Linked DNA regions of Zea mays: region 1 is linked to region 2. A link is a contact called in public Hi-C data. All regions are on one chromosome and are shown on one strand. The core of a region is the stretch at or near the end of the contact, and the rest is flanking DNA. Distances in the headings are between cores, read along the strand shown.

Region 1 (3,093 bases), core at 522-3,021, 140 kb after region 2:
TACAGCATAGGCCAAGCAGGTAACGTTTAAAACTGCATCTTGTGCATAGGACTAGGGAGACGAAATCAGTTATCAGTTAACTAAATGTTACTCACGGTGGGGTTGGTAACGAGAAGATCATCTCCTACAATCTGCACTTTCTGTCCAATCTCATCAGTGAGTTTGGCATAAGTGCTCCAGTCATCCTGATCAAATGGATCTTCGATCGACTCGATAGGGTACTCAGATACAAAGGACATGAAAAACTTGATTAGGTCATCTGTTGAGTTAGTAGGAGGTAGTGTTCAGAGGGATGCAAGGAAAGGGACACTACCACACAAGCACCAAATTTATGGCAATCAAGAAGTGGTGTCTGGCTGCCAAACCATGTTCATATGCAATCATCAGGCAGTGGGTCATCAGGAACTACGAATGAGATTGGAAGTAACTAATTGATCTTCGTCAGTGATTTTAAGGTAGCCATGCAGCTAAACCCTCAACATCTTGGGGAGAACTGGCCAGTCCTTCTGGAGAAGATATGTCTATGTTCTTCAGAGGAAAATGAATGATAGATGGCGCCTTTTTACTTCACATTGAAGTTCTGTACCAATGTGCTTCTTGGTGCCCATCCGATGTACATTTGAGCTGGAAGTGGCAAGATTGCAGGCACAACACAGAATATGCACATATGGGGTCAAAGCAGAATTCTGATTCCACGTTCAGCCACCGGAGTTGTAGTGAAAGAAAGACATTCTTTTTTTCCTGATAAATCATGCCCAAATAAAGGAAAACGTCTTCCGGCCAAGCCATGCAGCTTAGGCCTCATTAGCACTTACAAGGTGGATAGTGTTACATCTAAAAGTCCCAACTTCTATGTAACATCTGGCATAAGGGACCGGGAGCAGCAAAATGCAAGTGTAACACTTAAATGCGATTGCAGGATTTAAGAACATTGTTGTTTTACATGTTTTTTGCAGTGAATCAGATCACACATGTTGTATTAGTTAGAGAATGATGATTTATTTTGTATTATTATGGATTTCATAGATTATTTTAGTTTTCTCTGAACTGCAATTGTTTCAATAACATATTTCAATAACATAGGAGGAGACTTCCTTGAATGACATTTAGGTGAATTTTTAAGGTATGTCCATTATTCCATTACAGAGTACAAAGCCTACTTCGTACAACTCACTGTTCACTGTTGTCTAAATAGATTGAAATAATGTGGTGAAGCTGTCATGGAAGGATAGCCGAATATATGGACTCTTAAGTAGCTTAGTCACTGCAAAGAATACAATTGAAATTCATTACATCAACTAAGTAACGTACCAATGAATCAATAAAAAAAGTTCCCTCTATTGACACAAGTAATTATAAAACATTCTATCACGTGGCTACGTTTATTTACTACAATCAAACATCAACTAAGCTTTATATATATTTCATATAATTTTTTTACTCCCGTCGCAACGCACGGGTACTCACCTAGTATAATCTATAAGCTGAAACAAACAACTCCATTGTCAGTGTGGCCATTGTTACAAAATTTGACCTACACCGTTTTTTGAAATTAAATAGTAAAATAAAAAAAGGACAAAAGCGTCTCCGTTGCTTTGTTCCCGCGGTGAAGAGAAAGCATCGACGAAGCGGTAACTTTGCCCACTTTGGATCTGAACGGGCAGGCAGGCAGATCAACAAGTCGCAGCGCAGTCAAGCAAGGCACGTCGGTCCAAGAGCACGACGAGCAGACGACGCTGCCGGCCCGGCCGTGCTGCTCCTCTGAGTCCGAGATCTGAAGGCGCGGCAGGAAGGAAACGGGCGGGCGAGAGGATCCAGCAGCCCTCCCCCACGCGCGCGCGACGGTTAGCGCGTCCCAGATCTCGGTGCGGCGCCTCCCGCCCGGCCCTGCCGGCGAGAGCGCGGCCCGATGAGGCGGCGGCCGTTCCTGGACCAGCGGCGGCCTTCGTTCAAGCGCCGGTGGCAGCAGCGCCCGTGGTGGGTGCGCCTCGCGCTTTCCCTCCTCCTCGCCCTCGCATGCGTCCTCCTCCTCGCCGTCCTCCTCGGCTCCCCCGACCCCGGCGCCTCGCCGTCCACCTCCGCCGCGTCCTCCGGATCTGAGACCACCTCCTCACCTCTCCTCCGTCAGGTAAGCACGTCGCATTTTTCGCATTTAGTGGATCGTTTCGTCATCTGGCCGTTTGACTACGGGCATGCCAATTTTAGTCAGTAGCCATTGCACCTGCTGAATCTGCTTAAGCTGTGTCTAGTGCTAGCATTTGTTGAAAGATGAATAATGAGCGCTAGCGAGTAGCATCTGCAACCTTTTTTTTTTCAAACCTCTCCTCTCGCGTGCAGAGAACTTACCTGGAGGGAATCACGGATGCGCTCAACATGACTGACGAAATGCTGAGCGCCCGCTCGTTCTCGAGGCAGCTCATGGACCAGATTTATCTAGCCAAAACATATGTCGTCGTTGCCAAGGAGGCCAACAACCTGCAGTTTGTGGCGGAGCTTAGTGCCCAGGTACGGCGGGCGCAGAGCATCCTTGCGCATGCTGCAGCCTATGGGGGCACGGTGATGGAGCAGGAAGCAGAGAAGGCGATCAGGGATATGTCGGTGCTGCTCTTCCAGGCGCAGCAGCTTCGGTACGACAGCAGTATCACAATCATGAAGTTGAAAGGCCAGATTCAGTCCCTAGAGGAGAAGTCGAAAGTTGAGGTGGAGAAAAGCACAAAATATGGCCAGATTGCTGCTGAGGACCTCCCAAAGGGACTTTATTGCCTTGGTGTCCGGTTAACCATGGAATGGTTTAAGAGTCCCGAGCTTCAGAGGAAGTTTTCGGATAGGAGCCCAGCAGTGCAGAGCAATCTGAGGGATAACAGCCTCTATCATTTTTGTGTCTTCTCAGACAACATCCTTGCTGTTTCAGTTGTTGTTAATTCTACGGCTATAAACTCGAGGCACCCTGACAAGGTTGTTTTTCACTTAGTGACTGATGAGTTGAACTATGCTCCGATGAAGGCATGGTTTGGCATGAATGACTACAGAGGGGTCACTGTGGAGATACAAAAGGTGGAGGACTTTACCTGGCTCAATGCATCGTATGTTCCC
Region 2 (3,529 bases), core at 240-2,739:
GGCGTCCAAGTTTCACAATCTTTCAAATGTAACAGTGAAAGATAAGAAAGAGCTGAACATAACATCAGCGAAAATTTAAACAAGAACTACAGTGCACGCAAAAAATACATATCAGAAAATGCCTCAGATCTCATTTGATTGTAGGACTCCAAGTAGGTTCTCCCTGGAGAGCAGCGACTTGGAGTTGTCTGCACCTCACAATTAAGCAACACATCATCAAAAGCAAGAAAATTTTAAGCACATTTTTCCATCTATGATCTGCCAAATATATAAATATTGAAAATTTAAGTCAAGAAGAATAAATCACGCATCTAGTTCAAAATGTCGTAAAAGCACTCATGTGGAACCCCAACTAAGATCGTGTTTGGGCAGGCTCCGTGCAGGCAACTCCTACCAAGCCAGAAGGGCGGAGCATACAGAAGTATGTTGCCAATAACAAAGGTAAGTGAAAGCTGAAGAAAATAACTTATCATAACAATAACCAGCGAACACTAAACAAGCTAAGGACAAGCAACCGCAGCGTTGGCTGATTTAGTGAGAGATTTTAGAAGCAATACCACAACAAAACAGTAAGCTTCCACGTTAAACTCACCAATAATTGCTATGTGCCTCCATGACTGGGCTGCCTTGAGAGTGAACATTCTCAAGAAACCAAAGGTGAGGAGAGGCACATTTACATACTACACATTCTACAACGAAACTACTAGTTTGATCTGTCAAACAAAATCACAGTATAATCACACCGAAAACGCGGTGGTGACTAGCAATATGTTAGTAGAGAGCATAACATCTAGAGCTTGAAAGGAAAAGGCTTACCCTACATCAAGTGATAGCCTTCTTATCGGGTGAACCAGAAGACTGGGGAGAAGAACCAGTCGCCGCAACTGGTGCGTCGTGGGAGCAGCACCCACCGGGGCCGTGATGGTGGTGGTGGTGGTGCTTCTTGGGCTGTGGCTGCCGGAGCAGCTTGCGCATGTCGAACGCGTCCTCCCCATCGGCATAGTACTTGGCCTCGATGTCCTGGATCTGGTACCCGAGGGTAGAGGTGTAGAGGTTGAAGGCAGCGCGGTTGGATCGGCGGACGTGGAGTGACACGTACTCAGCGCCGAAGACCTGGTCCATGGCGGCCTGCGCGGCGGACATGAGCTTAGTGGCGAGCCCGAGCTTGCGGTGGGAGCGGAGGACCGCGAGGGAGGTGATGTGGCCGTGGCAGGGCTCGGAGGGGTCCTCCTCCATCTTGGCGAGCACGTAGCCGACGATGCTGCCTCCGTAGTCCTCGGCGACGAAGAGGAGCTGCGGCCACGAGAGCATGTGGTAGAAGTAGTACTTCATCTGGTAGTTCTCCGGCAGGCACATCAGGTTGCACGCCTGCATCGCCAGCAGGTCTTCGATGGTCGCCTGCCGGATGCACACCATCTTACCTCAGCCTAAATCTAACCTCTACTCGTCTCTGCGATGCGGTGGATTCTGTGGTTCTCCGACGATAGGTGGTGATGGTGATGCGGACGGCGGCGGCCGCATGGCCTCTATTAATACTGGGAGGCTCGAGGTCGGGGAGGTCTTGACCTAACCCTAGAAGAGAAACGGGCGGAAATAGGCCTGTGGGCCGTGTGATTTGTTGGCCCGGCCTATGACCAACAACTTCATCGAACGTAAGAGCATCTCCAAACTCCAATCAGGTTATTTTGAGTCATTAATAGAAGCTGATCATTTTAACTCTATGCAGAAGCTGATCATTTTGATTATAGGCTTTCTTTCATTATTTTGTTTCGAGCGAAAGTTTGTGACCAAAACGTGTAAAGTATGTGTTCGTACAGCTTATGCTGCAAAGAACTGATAAGTTCTGCTTGGTCAATTCTACAATGGCGTATGGTGCTAACTGTTGTTTTTGGTCTTGCAATAAACATTAGCATATGCGTGTCTTTTGTGAGTTTGGTAACAAAAAAATGCTAGACTAAATAAGTGCTAGTTCCAAAAATTGTTATGTTTTAGTGAAGTTGAGAAAAAACGTAAGATGTTGTTTGTATCCTTTCATTTAGAAGGAATTGAAAATCTACTTAATAGGTGTTTAGTTTCTACTGACTAATTTTTAGTTTCTAAATTACCAAATACAAAACTAAAATAAAATTTTAGTTTTGTATTTAGCAATTTAGAGACTAAAATAAAATAAAATAGAGCGACTAAAAATTAGTCCTTAGAAACCAAACACCCAAAATACCATAGTATTAAAAAACTTTGAATTCAAACAGCCCCTTAAACTTACGGGCTAAATATATCTATCAAACAACCCTAACGTGAGATCTGATTTTGTCCCTAAATTCTAAGGGGTGTTTAAATGTACTATAGTTAATAGTTAGTTGGCTAAAAAAATACTAGTGGATTTAGCTAGCTAACAAATAGATAGCTAATTATTAACTAATTTACTAAAAATAGCTAATAATTGAACTCATAGCTAGGATGTTTGGATGTCTCCAACTAATTTTAGTCACTAACTATTAGATCTAGTGCATTTAAACACCACTAATAAGCCGCACAGCTGCACACGATACAACAGATACACGAGAAACCGGTTCTTTTCCCACAGGGACATATTGTTCCGAGGGGTGCAAGCTATGCTCCGTCCGCGAGGAAAGGGTTGGCGATCTCATCAGTCCCATCAGTCGGTGAGACCAGCATGACTGCCGTGCCTCTGCACACCTGCAAAAACCAGAATGGGATGCATGTTGTTCAAATCTGCAGTCGTAAAGCCCATGCAAAAGGAACATCGCATGTATCAAAGGTATAATTTATTTATCAGCCACTAGACAATTATGTTGTTTCTTACATTTCTTCAGATGATGCCTAAGCCTAACCGATAATTAGGGGTGTTTGGTTTCCCTTTGCTTAAGTTTAGTTATGTGCCAAACATCCAATGTGAAGCGGACTAAACTTTAGTCAGGGAACCAAACACCTCCTTATAAGGGCTATCATATAAAATCATTCATCAAGTACAAGCTTGCGAGAAACATATAATGGAACACTTCAACATCAACATTACATGGAGCATCATAACCTACCCATGCACATCACTCAGATGACATAGGATAGGAATGATTGAATACATTGGTTAAATCAATTGTCAGGAAGGAATACTTACAATGAGGCCAAGTTGTCTAGTTTTCCCTGATAGCTTCAATGGATCATCTTGCTCTACAAAACAAAACAACAAGATTATGGATGTCAGGGCACAAGAGGGCCCGCTACAGTGTAGCTACAATAACGTTGGCACTGTAGCACACCCCTCGGGTTGTTTAGATAAAGATTGACTAGTTTGGGATAAGATTAGAATTAGATATAAGATTAGATCTAGTGCTTAGGGGTTAAGTAACCATCTCTATATAAGGAGAGGGATTGTATCAATTGAAACTAAGCAAGAGATTAGAAGGAAATCCCTGTGTCTGGCCTCCCCAGTGCCTCCTAACCCTAGCCACACGTTCTCTCTCTAAGATCAGCCACGACGTCGTGCGCCGTGCACAGCCTCCTCGCCTCC

What was found. Hi-C and Micro-C count contacts between places; a contact is called where the count stands out from the background.
Region 1: a contact with region 2 is called in a Hi-C map of leaf, with 4 times the contacts expected there. The contact joins the promoter of LOC100382003 here to the promoter of LOC100272537 in region 2. A contact is called at or near these places in 17 of 25 Hi-C or Micro-C datasets (bundle sheath, ear, endosperm and 5 more) and 1 of 3 datasets of contacts at active chromatin or transcription factors (seedling).

What each region holds. Positions count from the first base shown.
Region 1 is chr10:146,587,791-146,590,883 of Zm-B73-REFERENCE-NAM-5.0, forward strand. LOC100382003 reads left to right here and starts at 1,772. Exons shown (of 2, transcript NM_001174770.1): 1 at 1,772-2,128; 2 at 2,338-3,093. The coding sequence starts at 1,910.
Region 2 is chr10:146,448,848-146,452,376 of Zm-B73-REFERENCE-NAM-5.0, forward strand. LOC100272537 reads right to left here and starts at 1,490. Exons shown (of 2, transcript NM_001365875.1): 1 at 817-1,490. The coding sequence starts at 1,416. The coding sequence ends at 823. LOC100282349 (LSM7-like) reads right to left here. Exons shown (of 5, transcript NM_001155261.3): 4 at 3,137-3,189; 5 at 2,198-2,697. The coding sequence ends at 2,611. LOC111590358 (small nucleolar RNA Z278) reads right to left here and starts at 221; the gene lies at 109-221.